7 separate regions of the Mus musculus genome follow, and all the other regions are linked to region 6. Evidence: chromatin contacts called from public HiChIP or PLAC-seq and promoter capture Hi-C data. All regions are on one chromosome and are shown on one strand. Each heading gives the region's core, a stretch centred on a gene start, on an enhancer-like site or on the middle of the called end of the contact. The rest is flanking DNA. Distances are from core to core; before and after follow the strand shown.

The links. Promoter capture Hi-C pulls out the DNA fragments that hold promoters and counts their contacts. HiChIP or PLAC-seq counts read pairs in DNA pulled down with a chosen protein or histone mark.
Region 1: a promoter capture Hi-C map of pre-B cells shows a contact between it and region 6. The contact joins the promoter of A430005L14Rik here to the promoter of Dnajc11 in region 6. A contact is called at or near these places in 3 of 39 promoter capture datasets (hippocampal neurons, liver and pre-B cells) and 1 of 484 Hi-C or Micro-C datasets (CD4 T cells).
Region 2: a contact with region 6 is called in an H3K27ac HiChIP or PLAC-seq map of thymic regulatory T cells, with 14 times the contacts expected there. The contact joins the promoter of Tprgl here to the promoter of Dnajc11 in region 6. A contact is called at or near these places in 4 of 39 promoter capture datasets (hematopoietic stem and progenitor cells, liver and pre-B cells) and 4 of 115 datasets of contacts at active chromatin or transcription factors (astrocytes, embryonic forebrain, large pre-B cells and 1 more).
Region 3: a contact with region 6 is called in a promoter capture Hi-C map of pre-B cells, with 4 times the contacts expected there. The contact joins the promoter of Trp73 here to the promoter of Dnajc11 in region 6. A contact is called at or near these places in 2 of 39 promoter capture datasets (liver and pre-B cells) and 2 of 115 datasets of contacts at active chromatin or transcription factors (astrocytes and embryonic forebrain).
Region 4: a promoter capture Hi-C map of pre-B cells shows a contact between it and region 6, with 10 times the contacts expected there. The contact joins the promoter of Lrrc47 here to the promoter of Dnajc11 in region 6. A contact is called at or near these places in 4 of 39 promoter capture datasets (erythroid cells, liver and pre-B cells), 2 of 484 Hi-C or Micro-C datasets (embryonic stem cells and neutrophils), 1 of 115 datasets of contacts at active chromatin or transcription factors (large pre-B cells) and 2 of 9 other capture datasets (adipose tissue and liver).
Region 5: a promoter capture Hi-C map of the C10 cell line shows a contact between it and region 6, with 5 times the contacts expected there. The contact joins the promoter of Prxl2b here to the promoter of Dnajc11 in region 6. A contact is called at or near these places in 4 of 39 promoter capture datasets (the C10 cell line, hippocampal neurons, liver and 1 more).
Region 7: a contact with region 6 is called in a promoter capture Hi-C map of pre-B cells, with 7 times the contacts expected there. The contact joins the promoter of Cep104 here to the promoter of Dnajc11 in region 6. A contact is called at or near these places in 7 of 39 promoter capture datasets (the C10 cell line, hematopoietic stem and progenitor cells, hippocampal neurons and 3 more), 3 of 115 datasets of contacts at active chromatin or transcription factors (acute myeloid leukemia, bone marrow-derived dendritic cells and large pre-B cells) and 3 of 9 other capture datasets (adipose tissue, liver and macrophages).

What each region holds. Positions count from the first base shown.
Region 1 is chr4:153,955,965-153,959,107 of GRCm38.p6, reverse strand. A430005L14Rik (RIKEN cDNA A430005L14 gene) reads right to left here and starts at 1,871. Exons shown (of 4, transcript NM_175287.4): 1 at 1,786-1,871. The coding sequence starts at 1,800.
Region 2 is chr4:154,159,345-154,162,053 of GRCm38.p6, reverse strand. It overlaps Tprgl (transformation related protein 63 regulated like), which reads left to right and starts at 1,370. Exons shown (of 4, transcript NM_026388.2): 1 at 1,370-1,699; 2 at 1,793-1,969; 3 at 2,632-2,709. The coding sequence starts at 1,425.
Region 3 is chr4:154,138,303-154,141,158 of GRCm38.p6, reverse strand. It overlaps Trp73 (transformation related protein 73), which reads left to right and starts at 1,284. Exons shown (of 14, transcript NM_011642.4): 1 at 1,284-1,336.
Region 4 is chr4:154,010,453-154,013,428 of GRCm38.p6, reverse strand. Lrrc47 (leucine rich repeat containing 47) reads right to left here and starts at 1,626. Exons shown (of 7, transcript NM_201226.1): 1 at 993-1,626. The coding sequence starts at 1,613. It overlaps Gm31566 (a long non-coding RNA gene), which reads left to right and starts at 2,168. Exons shown (of 8, transcript XR_391010.4): 1 at 2,168-2,976.
Region 5 is chr4:154,897,775-154,900,607 of GRCm38.p6, reverse strand. It overlaps Prxl2b (peroxiredoxin like 2B), which reads left to right and starts at 1,565. Exons shown (of 7, transcript NM_025582.3): 1 at 1,565-1,665; 2 at 1,928-2,132; 3 at 2,429-2,480. The coding sequence starts at 1,603. It overlaps Gm52690 (a long non-coding RNA gene), which reads right to left. Exons shown (of 2, transcript XR_003955190.1): 1 at 2,558-2,833; 2 at 1-2,177.
Region 6 is chr4:151,932,401-151,935,260 of GRCm38.p6, reverse strand. Dnajc11 (DnaJ heat shock protein family (Hsp40) member C11) reads right to left here and starts at 1,541. Exons shown (of 16, transcript NM_172704.3): 1 at 1,437-1,541. The coding sequence starts at 1,508.
Region 7 is chr4:153,973,751-153,976,835 of GRCm38.p6, reverse strand. It overlaps Cep104 (centrosomal protein 104), which reads right to left and starts at 1,275. Exons shown (of 22, transcript NM_177673.2): 1 at 1,239-1,275. Dffb (DNA fragmentation factor, beta subunit) reads left to right here and starts at 1,755. Exons shown (of 7, transcript NM_007859.4): 1 at 1,755-1,969; 2 at 2,141-2,267. The coding sequence starts at 1,847.

The sequences.
Region 1 (3,143 bases), core at 622-3,121, 2.0 Mb before region 6:
CTTACATGATGATGATGTTGTTGCTGTTCTGGGATAACCTACTATGTGCTAGGCAGACTCTACTGCTGTGCTAAGGGCCTCGCCCACCTTTATTTACGTTTTATTTTTAGTATGGGGTCTTATGTGTCCCAGGCTGGCCTCTTATCTTGCTGTGAAGCTAATGAGAACCTTGCCCTCCTGAAACTGCCCGTGTTTCCCAAGTGCTGGGATTACAAATGTGAGCTTCACACCTGGCTTACGCTGCTCTGCTCGGGAGTTTCATGCACTCCCAGCCCCACCTCTGCCTGCCTGCCTGTCTTTTTCTTTTTTGTCAATTTCATTAAGTTACTCTGCTAGGTCTTGAATATAAAATACATCTGTCTTAGCCTCCCGAGTGCTGGGGTCACAGCCTGTTGCCATCACACACAACTGTGTCACATATCTTATTGCCCCAGCTGACCTAGAACTTCCTAGGTAGCCTAGGCTGGCCTTAACTCACACACCAGCACACATACATGTAAGGGACAACCAGAAAGTAGAAAAAGCAGAAAAAAGTATTTGAAGACAGAATGGTTGAAAGCCTCCTGTTCGTTGAAAACAATAACCTGTGACTGGGAAGTTTGTGACACAGGAGGGAGAGGATAATAAACACATGGCCAGGCCACCTCCCGGGGCAGTTCTCATCCTGGAGGTACCAGTAAAAAACAACTGCTTATTCTGCAGAAACAGTATGTGAACCACGGTGAGATCACTACCTGCACGAAACAAAATGCCAGCTAAGAAAATCCATACCCAGAAAACCTGTCCTCTAAGATGAAGGTGAGAATAAAGGAATTTCCAGATGCAAATGGGTGTGTGTGTGGAGGGGGGAGGGGGTGTTGCTTTAGAACCACCGGGAGTTCTAGCTGAAGCTAAGGACCCAATCAGTAATCCAGGTACAAAGGGCACCCTCGACCCCCAAGGAAAGTCCCTAACATAAAATTATCTTAAACATACTTCTCTGAACAGGCAAAAGAGGCACGTGCTAGCAACAGGCAGGAACAAACAAAGGGGGAGGGTCCGAGGGGCCCTTGCTGGCCTGAGGAAGTGGCTGCAAAGGGTAAAGTAAGGATTGCAAGGCTGCACTGTCAACAGACAGCTAACGGAAAGTGGGAGAGAACCTCACAAGAGTTAGACCCTTCTGTGTCTCACTGGAACCGAGGCGCGCAAAGAAGTAAAAAACACAGCGGGGAACTATTAAACCTTAATAAAGTCTCCTTATGCAAGGGAGGGGCAGCAACCATGACCACTGACACGGGGAACAGTTATTGTCAGCCTCGCTACACACAAACGTCTGCGCAACGCAAGAGGCAGGGACGTCAGCCTGGACTTTGGCTAGCGGTGCAGGGCAGACACACTTCAGGCTAAGGGACTCACTGTCCCTGCCATGCTCGTTCGGCCAGAGACCCTTTGCAGCCGGGGTTTAGGTCCCAGTCACCCTAGCTCCCGTCCCACTGCCCGCCCTCAGCCCAGGTTACACACGACACAGGGGCTTGGCTGAGCTCGCTCGGCTGCAGCACGCCCATCTGTGGGCAGTGCGAGAGGCCAGGAAGCCCGGGCAGTAGCCCGCACGGCCGAGGGCAAAGCTCGGGTCCCGGTGGCCCTCACCCCGGGGAGCGAGCCTGGAGCCCCGCGCCTGGGGCGGGTGGAGGTGCCTGGAGTGCGGGTTCCCCTCCCAGGGGCGGGGCTCGAGGCGCCCGCCCCCCGCCGGCTCCCCTGGGAGAGTGCGGCTCGGCGGCGCGCACCCCGCCTGCGGGGGCCCCTCACCTTCCTGCTCCTCATGAGTGAGCGCCCCGGCCTAACGCTCCTCCGCCAAGTCTCAATCGCGCGGCTCTGAGCGCGCGCGCGGCGTCTGATGTCATCGCCACGTCACCAATCAGGGGCCGGCGTCTCCAGGTCACGTGCTCTCCGCGTGCAGAGCGGGCAGCGCGCGCCTCCCCGACGGACGGCGAGCCGCGGGCGGAGCGCCGGAAGCTGGGCAAGGTTCCCGCCACGCTGGGAAAGGGACGTCTCCTTCGCGCGGAGGCCCGCCCGTTTTGGCCGCCATGTTTGGGAAGGGCACATCCCTGGGACCCCCGTCGCCGCCATGTTTGAGAAGGGCGGCTGCCTTGCTGCAGGCCTGTGCTCTCGGGTCTCAGGCCACCTTCAGCTCGGGTTCCCCTTCACCCCGAGGGAGGCGTTAGACCGGCCTAGCTCTGCCATCTGCCGGCACCTCACAGTCCACGTGTGAACTCTATGGTGGGAAGAGAGAGGAGACTCTTGCTACGTATCCTCTGACAATTACTGACACTCCCGAGTTACTCCCCATCTCAATAAATATAATAACAAATTGTTAGCATTCTGTCTAAACTCCACCCACAATATGCTCCTCCCCACAGTTAACTGGCCTGACCCACTTTTATAGGGGCTGCTTGTCCCCTCCTCCCTCTCTTAGTCTTGCTTCCCTCTTGCTTCTCTTCCTTGCTCTTGCTCTCCCCTTCCCCATTCCCTTCCCTTTCCACTCTCTCCAAGTGCTCATAGCCATGGCTGGCCTCTACTTCTCTACTCTCTCCCTCTCTCTGCCTTTCTCTGCCTCAATTACCCTCTTAACTCCTGTCTACCTTGAATAAACTCTATTCTATACTATACCATCGTGTGGCTGCTCCCTCAGGAGGAAGGGATGCCTCAGCATGGGCCCGCTGAGACATTCCCTTCCTCTAAACCTCACCACACCCCTATAGGACATATTCTTTCTGTCTTTATCTTTTTATAAACACATCAATAATAATGATGATAAATATTATAATTAGCTTCAAATACACATGAAACCTTTGGCCTCAGCCTCTGGTCCTGCTGGACAGCCTGGACAGGTAACCCTGGTCGCAGAACTCACAAAATGAACCAGACAGACATCACTGTTTTGACATCTTAAGGGTGAGACCAGAGAGTAAACTGCTCTAGGGTTTGGTTTCCCTTACATCCTGGAAGTCCTTGTCCTCTGCTCTGCCTGACCAGCTCTCTCCAAGCCCACTCCTCTCTCTCTCCAAGCCTGCTCCTCTCTCCAAGCCCACTCCTCTCTTCAGTGCAATAAAAAGGAGACAAGCATGTAAAGATACCGTCTGCACTGCAGAGCTGCACAGGCTCCT
Region 2 (2,709 bases), core at 121-2,620, 2.2 Mb before region 6:
GTTTCTCTGTGTAGCCCTGGCTGTCCTGGAACTCACTATGTAGACCAGGCTGGCCTGGAACTCAGAAATCTGCCTGCCTCTGCCTCCCGAGTGCTGGGATTAAAGGCGTGCGCCACCACGCCCGGCGCAGCCAGTGTTCTTAACTGCTGAGCCACCTCTCCATCCCTGGCTTATTGCCTTATATGCACTTATCTATTCATCTCCCCTTTCTCTGTCAGCTTTCAGCACACTCTTCACATCCACAGCGGTCTCAGGAACCTCTGTGGGAATTCACGTCATCGTGGCTGCTCCCACCAGTGTCCCGGAGACCTCATTGGACTGGATTCTCTGACGAAGCCACACTGTAAAAGGTCCAGCAGGCTAAGGAGCCCTCACAACGGTCAGGAGACAGACTACAGGCCTGAGCTGTATCTTGGGCTGTCATTCACTGATGAGTCTAACCTATGTCTTGGTGACTGTTAGAAAAGACTTTTGGGCCACACTATCATAGCGGTCCATTAGCTCCATCAACCCAGGCACACTGCTGGCACCCCCGTGGGAGCAGGAACTCAGGGACATCTCGCATGGCTTCTGTCCCAGGGAGAAGCTGCAGGGCCCAAGAGCATCCTACGGCGTTTCCTTCCAACTCCCCCCACCCCCCGCCCCAGCAGCACTCTTCGGTGACATGGTAGCTTACTTGTGCGTATCATGCCCAATATAAAGAACCCTCTGACAGCCACCTCTGACCTGCACACACTCCTATCTCCAGTGTGCACACACCCTATAAACCCACACTCCCAAGGTGACCACGCCCAAGGAGTGCAGCACACTCCTGAGAAGCCTCTATCTGAGGTGCCCCGACACAGTGTCCACAATCCTCAGACGCGCACACACCCATTCCCACGCTTTCACAATCCTCAGACGCGCACACACCCATGCCCACACTTTCACACTCCCCAGGCATGCACACCTCCTAAGTGCGCCGCACACCTCCGCCCGAAGTGCACCGTAAGCCCGAAGGTGAAGGGCACGGAGCCAAGCGAGGACACACTGTCGGGGCAACGCCCTACGCACGAGCCCCCAAGTGCCCCCTTCCGCGCGAGTCCATGGCGTCCCTTTCCCCGTTCTCAGCCAGGAACCCCCGACCGGCATTTTTTTTTTTTTTAACTCGCCCTTCCTGTAAACAGGAAGTGGCTCCGCGCGTGGCGGCAGCTTCCGGCCCAGGAGGGGCCGCCGTAATCATGAACGGCAGCACTTTAGACCCAATTGCAGAAGACAGCTTAGGGGAAAGCCAATCGCGAGACGCAGTCGACGGAGCTGGAGGCGGGTCCGGAAGGCGGGCTCTGCAGGACTCAACCAATCACAAGGCGAACGAGGGAGGGCGGGGCGCGGCCGGGCGGACGCCGGGGCGGCGGCCGTCGGTGGAGGCTGCCGGTGGCGGCGCGATGCTGCAGCTGCGGGACACGGTGGACTCGGCGGGCACGAGCCCCACGGCGGTGCTGGCGGCCGGCGAGGACGCGGGTGCGGGCCGGCCTGGGGCGGGCACACCGCTGCGCCAGACGTTGTGGCCGCTGAACGTCCACGACCCTACACGCCGCGCCCGCGTCAAGGAGTACTTCGTGTTCCGGCCCGGCACCATCGAGCAGGCGGTCGAGGAGATCCGCGCCGTGGTACGGCCCGTGGAGGACGGCGAGATCCAGGGGGTGTGGCTGCTGACCGAGTAAGCCGGCGCGAGGGGACTGCGGGGACACTGGGCGGGGGCGGGCGGGGGCAGGCGGGGCTCTTGGTGATGGGCGGCCCCTCTCCTCTCCAGGGTGGACCACTGGAACAACGAGAAGGAGCGGCTGGTGCTGGTCACCGACCAGTCGCTGCTCATCTGCAAATATGACTTCATCAGCCTTCAGTGCCAGCAGGTGGTCAGGGTGGCGCTCAGCGCGGTAGACACCATCTCCTGTGGAGAATTCCAGTTTCCTCCGAAGTCGCTCAACAAGTAGGTGCACCAGCGCACTACACGGCAGGGCCCCAGCGGATCCTGTAAGTGGTATTGACCCACTCTCTTGTGAGGTAAAGGTCTCATCTTGAAGAACCAGTGGAAAGGACCTTTAAGTAGAGGCTGGTGATTTCCGGGTTGCTCAGTACCTCCTTGAAAGGGATGCTGGCACAGTCGGCCACTCTGTCCCCACTAAAAACCATTCATTTAAATACCGTTAAGATACATGGAATCAGAGCCCACTGTCATAAGCTATGTAGGGAGTCTGGGAGTTTTAACTCCAGCAGGAGGGAGACACAGGGCATGTGCTCAGTATTACTAAAAATTCGATACATCGCAAAACACCTAACAGCCTTCAGAGACTGGTTGGCTTGCTATAAAAGAATTATTTGACTAGGGACTCCAGGAAGCTAATGGCTACTAACTTAAGCATCATTCAGTAACATTAAGAACAAACACGGCCATAATTAGGCCAGGTTGGACTGTGTGCCGGTTTCATAGGCTGCAAAGGAGGCTCATTAACTTGTTACGCTTTGGAAGTGTGTGAAGCTGTTAGTGGAGGCCATTGTTACACTAGGTCACAGGTTCCCCAGCCATCCCTGATACTGAATGCAATGTTGTATTCCTGTGGTAAGCAAGGCTTTCTCCCCCTCCCCCATCAGGAGAGAAGGCTTTGGGGTTCGCATTCAGTGGGACAAGCAGAGCCGCCCTTCCTTCATCAACAGATGGAACCCCTGGTC
Region 3 (2,856 bases), core at 35-2,534, 2.2 Mb before region 6:
CCCAAACTCTTGCTTGGTATTCATCTTTGTCTCTAATCTGCAGCTCGCAAATAATTACTCCTCGTAGCTATTGGCCTAACACCAGGTCAGGCTTTCGAGTTCGAGAGAGATTCGGTCTGCTCCAACCCACCTCCCTTGCAACGCCACTAGCTGCACTAAAGCGACTTCCAGGGCATGTGGGAACACCTTGGGCAAGGACCACTCTGCAGTGCCACTAAGGGGTCCCACAAGGACCCAACTCCTTCTGTGCGCCAGACTACGGGTCTGCGTGGTAGATGAGGGCACCGGAGACCGCTCACTTGCCCAGAGGGGAGATGGCGGGTGGTGAAGAAGACTTCTTGAGCCAGAGAAGAGTCCCCTGACTAACTCCGAGCCGCTCTATGTGCACAGTTTGTGGGCATCCGTTGGGCATCGCCTAGCACACCAATCCAAGGAAAGACTCTGATACCCTGGGCTAGGAAACCCGGACTGCAGGCCGTGGCCCCCGGGGTGTGTAGGTATCAGGAGGCGCAACTTCTGGCTGGACTTTGAAGAGTCCAACCCAGAGGGTCTGCGCTCGACCCTCTTTCCAGGCGGGCTGTGGTCTCTGCCAGGCAAATCGAGGGGGGCTTCGAGCCGTTCTCAGAGACGGAACCCCGCTGGTGCTGGCCGAACGACAACGGTTCTCCTCCGGGGCTTTCAATGTTCAGTTTCAGTCGGTCCTCTCGGTTTTCTCAGGCCGGGGCGAGCCCTGGAAGAGGCGCAGCCACCCCGCTGAGGGCACTCCTGAGCCCCTGGGTTGCAGGCTTAGGACAGTAAGGGCAGCGAGGGGGATCGGGGTAGATGGGCATCTGGGGAGAAGGCGGAGGAGAGAGTCAGAGGGAGTACAGGGCGTCGGGCGCCCTGTGTCCACCCCCTCGGCGCCTGCGCACCCTTCCTGGCGCCCTGAGCCCCGCCAAAGGTCGCGGTCCGGTCCCGCTTCGACCAAGACTCCGGCTACCAGCTTGCGGGCCCCGCGGAGGAGGAGACCCCGCTGGGGCTAGCTGGGCGACGCGCGCCAAGCGGCGGCGGGAAGGAGGCGGGAGGAGCGGGGCCCAGACCCCGACTCGGGCAGAGCCAGCTGGGGAGGCGGGGCGCGCGTGGGAGCCAGGGGCCCGGGTGGCCGGCCCTCCTCCCGCCACGGCTGAGTGCCCGCGCTGCCTTCCCGCCGGTCCGCCAAGAAAGGCGCTAAGCCTGCGGCAGTCCCCTCGCCGCCGCCTCCCTGCTCCGCACCCTTATAACCCGCCGTCCCGCATCCAGGCGAGGAGGCAACGCTGCAGCCCAGCCCTCGCCGACGCCGACGCCCGGCCCGGAGCAGGTAGGCAGCTCTGGGACCCGAGCTAGGGCCAGGTATTTCGCACGAGGCTCCGAGGCTGGAGTTCGGGTGTGCGGCTGCCCGGGTGCTAGCCGAGTGAACGGCCCCAGGGACTCCGCGTCAGTGGCAGGAGGGGCCGGCCGGAGTGAGGCTAGGAGTAGAAGCAGTTGGCACCTCGGCAACCCATGGACCTGCCTCCTGCCCACACTGTCCACTACAGGTGGCAAGGAGTCGCCATACCCGGAGATTCTGGGGCTCGGGTCTGGTAATAGGGGAAGTTGGGAGGTGCGTGGGTATCCTACCTCACAAGGAATGCAAATCCCCACCTCTGTAAGGCAGAAGGCCTTTCAGGTCCCGCTATGGAAGCAGACTAAGAGAGAGGAAAGCCAACTAGAGCCCAACCTCTATGCTGGTCCCAAGGTGTGGGGTCCTGGTGGGTTACTGCTGTTCTGTGATGAGTTTACTGTGGTGCCTCACCAGCCTCCCTAGTCTTCCAGGTAGAGAACCCGGGCAGCCCACACTCTCTCCTGCTCCACTGGGCAGCTGTCACCTTCTCACTCTTGAGAGATGAGAACATCTGTAGGCACCTATCCACATACACACCCGTATGTGTGCGTGGGCGGGGGCGGGGGGGTGGTGGTGTCAGGAAAAAAGCTCTGACTTCTGAGCCCCAAGACACTTGGTTCCCTGTATGTGCTGAGGTCTGTTAATTAATTAAGTGGGCACTTGGGACCTGGGTCGTAACAATATTTGGGGGAAGGTTGTTGTTGTTTTTCTTCATTTAAAAGTTAAATTGTGTCTGTGTGAGTCGTGCACGGGTCAGAGGACATCTTTAGGAGTCGATTCCCATTTTCCATTTTATCAGTCTCAAAGATTTACTCAAGTGGCCAGGATAGGCAGCAAGCACCTCTACCTGCTGAGCTCCACTGCCTCGGATTGGTTTTCGTGGTCGTTGTTTGTGTTGCTGTTTAGCTCTAGAAAAAAAACTCAACAGAGACAAAATGTATCCTGAATCCTTGGTGTGTTGCAAACGCTGTCCCGGCCCCCCACCCGCCCCCATCCTTTGATTTATTCAATAAAAATGTAAAACATTACTTTGTGAACAAAAGATAAGTATTTAACATTTTCTCATCCATGACTGTATAGATTGTGTATGCAGTTTTGAAAATCAGGTAATCGGTTTCAAAGGTGTTGCATACCCACTAACTAGTCTTGAGCTACTGGCGGGCCTATGGGAGCCTGCCTATCAAGCACAGGTAACTAACGACAGGATGCTGAGCAATGTTGTCCTTCTAGCGATGGCTCTGTGGAACAGGCAGGGCTTGCCCATTCTGATGGCCACCCTGTGTGACAACATTCTGGATTAGAAGTCAGATGCTGAGTTCAAATACTCTCTGTGCCCTGGGACCTTGAGCAAGTTACTTAAATCCTCAGAACCTCAGTTTACCCATCTTCGAAATGGAGTCATAGCACTGCTTTTCTCAAAGAGCTTATAGAAACCTGGTCAGTATGCCTTTGTAAAC
Region 4 (2,976 bases), core at 377-2,876, 2.1 Mb before region 6:
ACAAAGACATGCACCATATTGAACAGTCATCAGCCTTCTGGCAAACCAATATATCTACTACATAGGAAGGCAGAACAGTGTACAGCCTGTGTCATACCCAAGCCATGGGGACACCTGTAACATAGAGGGCCAAGGTACCTCAGGGAGTATCATCTTGTAGACTCGCTGGCCTATCTCTCCACACCCCCACCCCGAGAAAGCAAGAGCGAGAGCGAGGAGGGAGGGACAGGTGTCTTAATTAAACACACACACACACACACACACACACACACACACACGAATACTAGCAAGGTGAGCTCTGATCTCTCAAGAGCAAATTTCCTTGCCAATCCATCATTAGGAAAGGGCTGCATAAACTCAAGGATGAGAAGACACACAGGCTGGCGCTACCAAGAATACAAAGGGTAGGGGGTGTGATGGAGGGGGTGTGGTAGGGGAACTGACATGGCCAGATGACAGGACTGGACTGTGGAGATCCTAGAGTGGAGTCAGGTCAGGTTGTGGCTTTGCATCTTCTGCCTTCTCACCCCTCACTCAACACACAATGAGCACCTGGTGGGCGTCAGGCACAACGGGAGCCTGGGACCACAAAGAAGCCAATCTCTTACACAAGGCAGCCCCGAAGAAAACTCTAGGTGTGCTGTTGGCTTTGGGTAAGCACTTCGGCTCTCTATAAAACGGAAGCCATGATCCCGCCCACTGAAGGCTGTTGTTATGCGTGATTTTGTGCCTTGTCTGGACGCTCCGCCATTTGGAAACCCAATCAGTTACGCACACGCACACACGCGCGCCACACCTGGCTCTCTGCTCTTGAATTTCTTCCCACATGAGAAGTCTAACATTGATAGCAACTTTTAAACTGCCACACGTCCAGAGACCTCTGAGCTCGCAGGTCTGAGAACTGAGAGGAGACGGACCGGTTGCGGGGGCAAAGACATCCTCCAAGGAGGGACAGCAGGGCGCGCGTCTCCCTCCCCTCGGGTCCCACTGACCTTGAGCGAGGCAAGATGCGCGATGTCTGGGCTGAGCTCCCGCAGGCAGTTGTCGGCAGCTGCCAGCTCACTGAGCAGGGGCAGAGCTCCTGGCCGGAAGAGCTCGGGGGGAAAGGCGTCCAGGCGGTTGCCGGTGAGATTGAGGCTCTGCAGGCGAGGGGCGCAGCGCGCCAGGTCGGCGGGCAGCTCGCGCAGGCGGTTGCCGCTGAGGTTGAGGCTCTGCAGCTGCGGTAGTCCGGGGGGCTCGGCGGGGCCCAGGCCCTCGCCGGGCGGCAGCGTCTCCAACGCGTTGCCGGACAGGTCGAGGACGCGCAGCGCGGGCAGCGGCCCCAGCTCGGGGCTCAGGCCCGGCCCCAGCGCGTTGCGCCGCAGCACCAGGCTGTGCAGCTGCGGGAGGCCCTGCGCGAGGCCGGGCCCCGGCGCGCGCAGGCTGCCGCAGCCGCTCACCTCCAGGTAGTGCAGCAGCGGCAGCGTGAAGAGCCGCGGCGGAAGCCGCCCGCCCGCCGCCTTCACCCGCTCCTCCAGCCCGGGCCCGGTCAGCAGCAGCTCGCGCCGCCGCTCGCGCTCGGCCAGCTCCAGCTCCGGCCAGGCCTCGGACACGGCCATCGCCGCCGCCGCCATCGCGCCGCCCGTGCGCCGCTTCCGGAGTGCGGCGCCACACTTCCGGCGGGAGCCGGAAATGACCATAGAGAGAACACGCGCTCGCCAGAGAGTCTGGACGCAAGGGGTTTGTGGGACGGGTGTGTGGGGCGGCTCTGTTTTTAGCCTCAGCTTCACACTGGCTGTGTAGTGTGGCTGCGTGGAGTCCCACAGGTTAGGTGGTCACCTTTCCCACCCCCCAGATACCAACTAAAGACACGATTATTCTGGGGTTGTAGCTTAGTTAGTAGAGCGCTTGTTTGGCATACATGAAGCTCTGTTTGATTCCCAGCACAGTGTAAATGGGGCATGGTGGTGCACACACCTGTCATCCCAAGCGCTCAGCTGGTCGAGGGTTAAGGTTAAGGAAGGAATTCACTAGCCGGGCAGTGGTGCCTTTAATCCCAGCACTTGGGAGGCAGAGGCAAGTGGATTTCTGAGGCCAGCCTGGTCTACAGAGTGAGTTCCAGGACAGCCAGGGCTATACTGAGAAGCCCTGTCTCGAAAAACAAAACAAAACAAAACACAAACAAAGGAGCTTGACTTTATAGCAAGTTTGAGGTCAACCTGGGCGACTGAGACCATATTTAAAAAATAATAAAACAGGCAACAAGAAAGATTTAATTAATATGGTATACTGGAACAAGGGGGAAAAAAAGATAAAGGGCTCCAGAGCGCCCCCGTCCCCAGGTTTGTCTTCAAGGTACATAAGCCTTGGGACAGGCAACAAGAGGTAGTCCAGTTGGTAGAAACATGTCAGCCTAAGGCTCAATCCCCAGTACTGGGGGTTGGAGCAGTCCCGGGCCAGGGTGTGATCCAACCACCTTATGTTTTGGTTTTGTAAGGTAGTCGCAGAGGTTGAAGTTGTTTTATCTTCGGTCTTCCTTAGAAGACAGAGCTAACACGTTTCCATAGGTACTAATTAATGCTCCAGGATGAGGCCCTGTGGTTAGAAGTAATGGGCCAGGACAAACTCACTGCATTGCAACTGGAATGCACTTGGCATTAAGATAGTATAGAAGGCAGGCACATCTGTGGAGCCTGGATTATGATTAATAATCTTATTTGTGGCTTGCTAGGAACTATGCAGGAAAACCCAGCCAGGGTGACTGGGGGCAGGAGACACTTGTGGTGCTTATGGCTCAGGATGGCTGCAGTTATGTAGAGCATAACCCATGCAAATAGGAAGGCCCCACACACCATCACGGGTCTTTAAAAGAGAAGCAGGAGAGAAGGGAGCAGAAAGATGAACAGTGACAGCTTCAGACTGGAGTTGCTACAGAGACAGCCACAGAGATTTGGAAAAGACAAGCAAATGGATTCTCCGCCAGGAAGGAATGGACCT
Region 5 (2,833 bases), core at 316-2,815, 3.0 Mb before region 6:
GTACCTCTAACCTATAAAACTTGGAACAAAGACTCTACAATCCTCTGCTCCTGATGACCTGTCTTACCTGGGGCTCCATGAAGACGAGGTGGGTTCTGTCACACTGTGTAGGCATATGTGAGTGAGCAGCCTCAGGGAAGGGCCTGCTGGCTCTTCCTGTTCAACATGCAGCACTTTCTGCAGACATCTTCCCATGCTCCTGGGACCCTCGCATTGTACCCCTCAACACTTAACAGGAAGCAGAGGAAGCCCCATCTCTGGATTTCTTCTGGTGGTGCTTCCAGGACCAGTTGCTCTACAGGACCAGCTCCTCCTGATTCTGCAACTTTATTTTCTTTCCTTTTTTAAAATGTACCTTTGCACACCTGTGTGCACTTGTGTGTGCCCGGGGAGTCCAGCGGTTGAGTGTTTTACTCAGTGCCTCTCAATCGTATTTCTTGAGACAAGGTCTATTGCTGATTCTCATGCCTTTGCTTCCCCCAGGACATGGGATTACAGGTCTCTGTCATTTTACCGAGTCACCTCCCCAGCCTACTCTTGCTTGCATAGGTTTGGGCCCAATGTGAGTGCCTGGTGCCTGAAGAGACCGTAAGGGAGCATCAGATGCCCTCAAGCTGGACTTGCAGAGGATTGTGAGTCGCTGTAGGGATGCTGGGAACCAAACCGTGGGCCCTCTGCAAGAGCAGCTAGTGCTCTTAACCACTGAGCCATCTCTCTAGCTTCTCCTTTTGACACAGTGATATGTATGGTTCCTAACTTCCTGCCTGGCTGTTCAGCCTCAGCTAGGTATCTTGTGGTGGCTCTCTTCCTTTCCTAGCCTCTACATCTGTCAGATGCTTGAACATGGCCCTAGAAAGCATCACAGGGCTTACTTAGTGAGGAAAGGACAGAACACGTGGATTCCTGAGCCTTCTACTCTTCCTAGGGACACACCACTGCGAGCTCCTGTTTATCTCCTTTGGATTGTTGTACATGAGAGCCCGTAGTTTAAAAACTGACATCCACACAGCAGGAAATGGTACTTTACGATGGAAGTTAATAGGATTTCGCGAAAATGCAAAGCAGGAACTTAGACTTGGAAAGGCTGGTCCTTTCACTACTGTAAGTGCCGGCTGCCCTACTGTTCCTCACACTAGTGATTTGTGAGTTCGATTCCCCGTTTCAACTTTTTGGCTCTAATTCTACCACCCTGCTGCACTACTAGGGACCACCTGATGCTAGTGGAGAGCTACGCAAACGCTAGAGAGCCACGCAAACGCATTCTGCGCAGGCGCACCGCTTGCAGACTGTCCATTGAGCTTTACCTGCTACGCCATTGGCTAATAAGCTTATACATATGAGAACAACCTAGGCTTAGGCAAAGAGATCTGCAGTGATTGTCTCTTTGGAGAGAGGGTGTGCCTGTATACTAATATCAGGGGCGGAGCCTGGGGCGAGACAAGCGCACAGTCATGTGACCTGAACCCCCTGGAGGTGGTGCCCACCAGGACTGGGGCGGGATTATGGGCGGGGCATAGGCTGGCTGAAGAGGCTGCGCAGGACAGAGTGAGCCTCCCCAGGCTGCGAGAAGGGACCGTGGAGCAGAAAGGGACGGAGGAGGCCATGAATGTGGTGGACCTTGGTCGCGTAGGAGCGTGTGTCTTGAAACATGCAGTGACTGGGGAGGTGAGATTTGGCTCGCGCAGGGCGGAGAACGCCTCCCCTAATACCTGGCCCAGAGCCTTGGCAACTCACATGGGTTGGAGTGGAGGTCCTGAGGGGTCCTATGAGTTCGCGTACTGGGCGTGGGTACAGCTCATGGTCCACAGAGGAACCATCAGGAGGACCAGTCAGCTGCGAATCTTGGAGCAGCACGCTGCGGGACATGTGAGGCTGCCGGGCATAGGGGGTTGGTGAGCCCATGTCCCCTGACCGATCCATTCTGTAGGCTGTGGAGCTGCGGAGCCTATGGCAGGAGAAAGCTTGTGTGGTGGCCGGTCTGCGACGCTTCGGCTGCATGGTGTGCCGCTGGATCGCCCAGGACCTCAGCAACCTCCGGAGCATCCTGGACCAACACGATGTGCGCCTGGTGGGCGTGGGGCCTGAGGCCCTGGGCCTGCAGGAGTTTCTGGATGGTGGTTACTTCTCAGGAGGTGCGACTCTTCCCGGACTCAGAGCCTGGGCTGACCTCTCCCTTTCTAGGCCCAACAAGAACATATTCATGTGTCAGCATATGCAGCTCTTCCCTGCCCTGCCTTCAGCCTGTGCCCTGGCTGGTGCCCAGACCTAGTGGCAAAGTCCCAGTGACTCTTGCCCTTCCCGTTTAAGCAGTGGTGACATTCAATCCTGCCTTGCTACTCATGGCTTGGGTGGGTGGAGCTGGATACAGTAAGTGGAGGGGACAGACTGTAGGAAGCCTGGGGCACATAGCTGTGGCTTTCCTTTCTAGAACTCTACCTTGATGAGAGCAAGCAAATCTATAAGGAGCTGGGCTTCAAGCGGTAAGTGTGACTGTTTGTGGGCATGAGTCTAACCAGGGACAACAGGAGGACAGAGTGGCCACCGCTCTCTTATGTACCTTCTTGCTACTGCCATCTGCTCTGCTCTCCAGTTTGTCTCATGGAAACTGACACTGGTGCTTCAGCCAGCCCTTCTTTGAGTCTTCTAATGGGTGTTGGTCCAAGGCAGGCCTGTCCTCAGAAGTCTGCTATTTCATAAACAGGAGGGACCTTGGAGCCCAGTGCCTTAGCCATGGCTCATTGCAGTCCTCTGTTGCCACAGACTGCCTGTCATGATAGGCAGTGCCGGCTAAGCGAGATCCCTGGGCACACCCAGCTTGGAGCTCATTCCCCAC
Region 6 (2,860 bases), core at 292-2,791:
AACAAAACAACTCAGGGGAAAACCTACAGTTTCATTCAACTGCTAACCTGGAAGTCCAGGAAACGTTTCCTGGAGGAGTTTCTGTGGTAAGCAGTGGCTGATACAGGGCACAGTATAGAGACAAAGAGCTTTGCTGTATGTGGAATGGTAAACTGAGGCAGTAGAGTTCAAGAGCTGGGTTTCTGGAGTTAGACTGCCCAGGGACGAATTGCACCTGTTTGTTCCCTCGATTATAATTACTGGATTGAATATATATATACACATGTATATATGTATACATACATATATACACACATATGTATGTACACACACACACATATATATGTATACATACATATATACTCATTCATACTGGATTGTTATGAGAGCGCCTATCACAATTTAAAGAGACACTGAGTCAGTTCTTTCAGCAGGTGGCTGTGCAGAAAACACTCAGAAAGATATTGGTTATTAGCACACAGACCAACTTTTACTGGCAACTGGGTTAGCTTTGCTGAGGCTAGCACAATTCCCTTACTTTTGATCTTTACCAGAAACCCTAAAAGACAGGATTGGGACTTGTGTGGAAGGACTGACAACTTGGACCCAGCAGCCACAGACCTCTCGAATGCCTTTCGTGACCTGACCTTGGAAGCCTTTCCGGGAACCCTTCTCTGACGGAGCTCAAGTGCGGACTAGCCATAGAGAACAAGAACGTATGCGAGGTATACACGTGCCAGACAGTGCGGACCTCAAGGGTGACTTTTTATTCTCGAGGAGACCGCGTGAATCCACTGGCAAGCACTGGATGCTGAAGTGCGGTCAGAGCGCCGGTGCGTCTCTGGCCTAGCACTTCTTGCTCATCCACGGCCCCCGAGTCGAGGCTGGAGAGGTCTTGCTCTCTGATTTCTGGGCAAAGGCTCAAGGGATCGGAGGAGGACACGAACGCCAGCCTGGGAGGGTAGCCTCTGCTTCGGAAGCACCAGCGATTGAGGGTCCGACCGAACCCTGGAGAGGCTCCCTGTGGCCTTGACCTTGCTGTCCAGGGCTGCGATCGCCCAGCTCCTGGCTCAGGCTGATGACCCTACCCTCTAGCCTAGGGTAGGAGTATGTAGGGGAAGCGTGGGACCTGGTTCCCCACTGCAGCGGCTGCCCCGGGGTCCTCGTCCCCCTTCCGGCAAGTACGTGGGTCCGGGTCCGGGCCAGGCCTGGGCACGGTGCACGCCATGCACGGGTCGCGGAGCGCCAGGCAGACGCTGGACCCGCGCCGGGGCGCGAGGGTCGCGGCGGTGCGGGCAGCTCGACGGCTGGCAGGCGCACACGGCGGCGGGGTCACGCGGCCTCCGGGCCGGGCCGTGGCCTTGCCGGGGCGGCTGCGGGGCCAGAGCCGCCCGTCCGACCGTCCAGAACCACCGAGCCGGGCCTCAGCCTCGCCGACGCCACGCCGCGGGCCTCACCTCCCTGCGCACGTTCAGCAGTGAGTAATAGTCTTCATTGTCCAGCTCCTCCTCGCTCAAGGCCGTCGCCATCTTCGCAACCTTTCACCCCGCCAAACCGGCGAGGCCGTGGTTAAGAGGGTCCGGCGCTGCGTAGCGCTTCCCGCGCGCCTCCCGCCCACGTCACAGCGGCCCCTGGCGGCCCGGAGCCGCACAGCAGCCCTTGGGACGCGCCTGCGCACTGCGCCCCCGCGCGGCCGAGGCCGGAAGCTGGGAGGTGTATATGTATACCAGCCTCTCGTGTGTGTGTGTGTGTGTGTGTGTGTGTGTGTGTGTGTGTGTGTGTGTGTGCAGTCTGTGTGTGTGTGTGTGTGTGTGTGTGTGTGAAACCTGTGTATGTGTGTACCAGCATGTGTGGGTGTGTACACAAGCATGTGTGTGTGTACGAGTGTGTGGTGTTTGTGTATGAGTGGATGCATGGGATGTGTGTATGAGGGTGTAAGGTGTACGTGAGAGTGTTGTGTGTAAGTGTGTGTGTGTGTGTGTGTGTGTGTGTAAGCGTGTGTGGGGTTTGTGAGAGTGTGATGAGGGTATGAGTGGGGTGGGGTGTATGAGTGGGGGTGTCCCGTGTGTTTAAGTGGGGGTGTGGTGTGTGTGTATGAGAGTGTGGGATGTGTGAGAGTGTGGGATATGTGTGTGTGTGTGTGTGTGTGTATGAGCACGTATGGGGTTTGTGAGAGTGTGGTGGGGGTGTGAGTGGGGTTGTGGTGTATGTGTGGGGTTGTGGATGTGTGTTTATAAATGTGTGTTCAAGTGTGGGTCAGTGTATGTGTGTGAGTGGGGGTGTGGGTGTGAGTGGACATATTGTGTGTGTGTTTACGGCTGTGAAAGTGATGGGGTTATGTGGTGTGTGTGTATCTGTATGGGCAGGGTTAGTATTCAACAGGGCCGCACCACACTCATAAGACCCTTATGGCCCAGGTTCTGGGTGGCGGCGAACCCGGGATGGCTGAGCTCCTTCCCCTGTTTTGGAGTCTGTTGTAAAGCCACCCTGAGCCCAGGCACGCATCTCTCCCGGGGCCCACCCACAAGGGAAGCCGCTGGTGGACCCACTTGCTGACTTATGTGTGCTCAGGAAACCTTCAAAGTGGTTACCTACACCCTTTGTGGTCCACAGAGGCTGCCTTATCTTCTGTTTCTGTCATGTTTTGTCTTTTCTTAACCATTGCCCTGAATGTAGGAGCACCTGGCCTTTTTTTTTTTTTTTTTTTTCCCTGCCGCATAAATGAGGAGGCAATATCCATTTGGTTCTTAATTGCGTCTGGCGTGCATATATACCTGTGGTTCCTACCTCAGAGCCATTCTGCTGGAAATTTCTCCTGTATAATTTAGCAGTGGAGTCTAATTGATTTCAACCTGGTGCCTGCTGTTTGGTGCCTTATTAA
Region 7 (3,085 bases), core at 26-2,525, 2.0 Mb before region 6:
CCGTTCAACCTATGCTCCTGTCAAGACAAACATTCTTTAAATCCAACTTTGATCACCCCTCTCCAGGTCTTAATTTTAAAACCCTAGGCAGCCCCATTGTAGGAGTAGAAGTGCTAATTATGACCGGACACCTTGTTTCCCCAGTCTCCATTCTTGTCTTGGATTTTTTTTTTGTTTGTTTTTATTTTTGGGACAGAGTCTCTTATTTAGGCCTGACTGGCCTAGAACTTGTTATGTAGTCTAGACTGGCCTCAAACTCACAGAGATTCTCCTGCCTCTGCATCCCAAGTACTAGGATTAAAGGTATGTGACACTATGCCCGGTTATGACTTGAATTCTAGAGAATAGTCAAATCTAACGAACTTCTCCAGTGCCTTGACCAGACCCTGTGTCTTCAAGAGCCCGTGTCAGGTGTGGTAGTGCATGCCTTTGATCCCAGAACTTGGAGGATCTCGGAGTTTGAGGTCAGTATGGTCTATATGTAGTAGTTCTAGGGCTACACAGTGAGACAGTCTCAAAAAAAAAAAAAAAAAAACAAAAACCAAAAAACAAGCAAGCAAACAAACAAACAAACAAAAATCAGGTCTGTCTACCTCGTCTCTGTGGTGCATAGAACAGAATGTTAACAGCAGATACAAGTGTATGCCCAATAAAACTAAAACAAAGTACGGGTACTGAAGATCCCTGCAGGAGGGCTGTGGGGGCAGCGTGGCCAAAACACTGGGGCCTCAATAAGGACATCTACAAAATGTACATTTTCAGCCGATGCACTCACTGGAGCCCTTCCACCTCCTGTTCCTTCCCGCCTCACAAAGCCCACCACAGATCTGGATCTGTGCAATGCTGTGTTACTAGCTGGTTACCACAGGCGGCTGGTGTTCCAGCTGCCACTAGGGCAGCCACAGCCAGCAGTGTCAATTGACATTTACCCTAGCATTGCTTATAAACTAAGCCCCAACTCTTCTATTTTTGGTTATGAACTTACCCTGTCATCTTTCCAACCAGAAACCCGAACTCAATGTAGCAACTTCCAAACATTTTGTTACAAGGATATGAAAAGTGTTTCCAGTTTTCTTTTCAAGAAAACGTAAATGTTACAATATTAAGTAATGATCTGGGGCCAAGTAATTTTAAGGACTGAGAGTGCTTTAGAGAATCTTAACGCTTAAAAAGCACAACAAACCAAACCCAGCGAACAAACAAAACCCCCAAACGACACGGATCGAAGTGTAGCCTACCCGGAGCCAGAGCTACAGTCTTTAGTCTCGTGGCAACTGCTCCTGTTCAGTAACGCATGCAGACGAGGACAAGGCGGGGCTCGAATCCGATTCCGGACACGAAGGCTGAGATGCGCTGCAGGGAGGCCTGGAACAGGCACTGGCCGCGCAGTCCCTCCAAGGCCAGGTGTCAGGGAGCCTCCGCCCCGGGTGCCTGCCGAAGACCGAGGCCACGCAGGGTCACAGAGCGCCGCGGAAACGACCAGGCGGGGCCGCTGCGATGTCGGCCTCCGCTATCTTCGGAGGGGTCTCGGTCCAGCCGCCCCCACCCCGGGCCTCTGAGGAGGGCAGCAGAGGAGCAGCCCGGGCTGCCTCTGCCCAGGGCCCGGGCCGCAGCTGCGCTCCCATAGCAACCAGGCCGGCCCGCGCGGTACGCCTGCGCGTCCGCCCGCCGGCGCCTGCGTGCGCATCCAGGCCTCGAGGATTCTGGCTGGGGACAGGTCCTGCAGTCGGACGTTTCCGGTTGCACCTACCTACGTAGAGAAAAGAGTTCCGGGCCGCGTCTACGCACCACAGTTCCGGGCAGGAACGTTACAAGTCCAGTGTCGCTACGGTACCGCAGCCCTGCAATGTGCGCGGTGCTCCGCCAACCCAAATGCGTCAAGTTGCGAGCCCTACATAGCGCCTGCAAGTTCGGCGTGGCGGCCCGGAGCTGCCAGGAGCTGCTGCGTAAGGGCTGCGTCCGCTTCCAGGTGGGTCTTGCATTCCGGGCAAGCACTGCGCGGCGGGCACCTTGGCTTCCACCCCTACGATTTCCATCCTCTTGGGTGGGCTTGGACAGGCGCTAGGCTTCTACAGTACGCAGAGCTGGCTGTCTGGAAGCCAAGACTGTTGTGGGACAAGCTGATCTTCTTGTCCTCCAGCTCCCGATGCCCGGTTCCCGGCTGTGCCTGTACGAAGATGGCACGGAGGTGACGGACGACTGCTTCCCGGGCCTTCCCAACGACGCTGAGCTCCTATTGCTCACCGCTGGCGAGACCTGGCATGGCTGTGAGTAGGAACACTTTGGAGATGGGAGGGACCTACACGGTTTAAAGCCTCGTCGAGGGGCCCGGGCAGGAACCCAGAAGATCTGGTTAAAGGCTCTGAATGCCAAAAGCTTTTGCTGAAGAACTTTGATTTTAATTTTGAAACTGCCAAGGGCAAGGGAAGGATTGAGACTGGGGTCGGTGCTGCTGTGCTGTGCTGTGCTGTGCTGTGGTGTGCTGTGCTGTGCTGTGGTGTGCTGTGCTGTGCTGTGCTGTGCTGTGCTGTGCTGTGCTGTGGTGTGCTGTGCTGTGCTGTGGTGTGCTGTGCTGTGCTGTGCTGTGGTGTGCTGTGCTGTGCTGTGCTGTGCTGGGTTGGGCTGGGCTGGGCTGGGCAGGGCAGGGCAGGGCAGGGCAGGGCAGGGCAGGGCAGGGCAGGGCAGGGCAGGGCAGGTCTTGGTTCCATTCACTGTTGCTCCGGGCTGTACTTCGACCAGTGTGCTGAAATGCTCTCAGGTATCATGGTTTTCATTCAGGCTATTCTAGGTAGGTGTGATGACAGATCATTGTAGTCTTAATCCGAATTTCCCTGGTGGCTAATGGGATTGGGTATTATCTTCCTATTTACCACTTGAAGGCACTCTTCAGAGAAGCGATTCTTCGCGTTTTTTGTGTTTCTTAGTCGGATTTATAAAGCTGTTTAAATATTTAGCCCCCCCCCCCTCCAGAATATCTTGGTTATGACTTCGATGTAAGATAGTGTGGTTTTCAAATATCTCCCGCTGTGTAGCTTTTCACTGTCTTTATTGAAACTGAGCTCCAACCACATAGCTAACCGGCCTT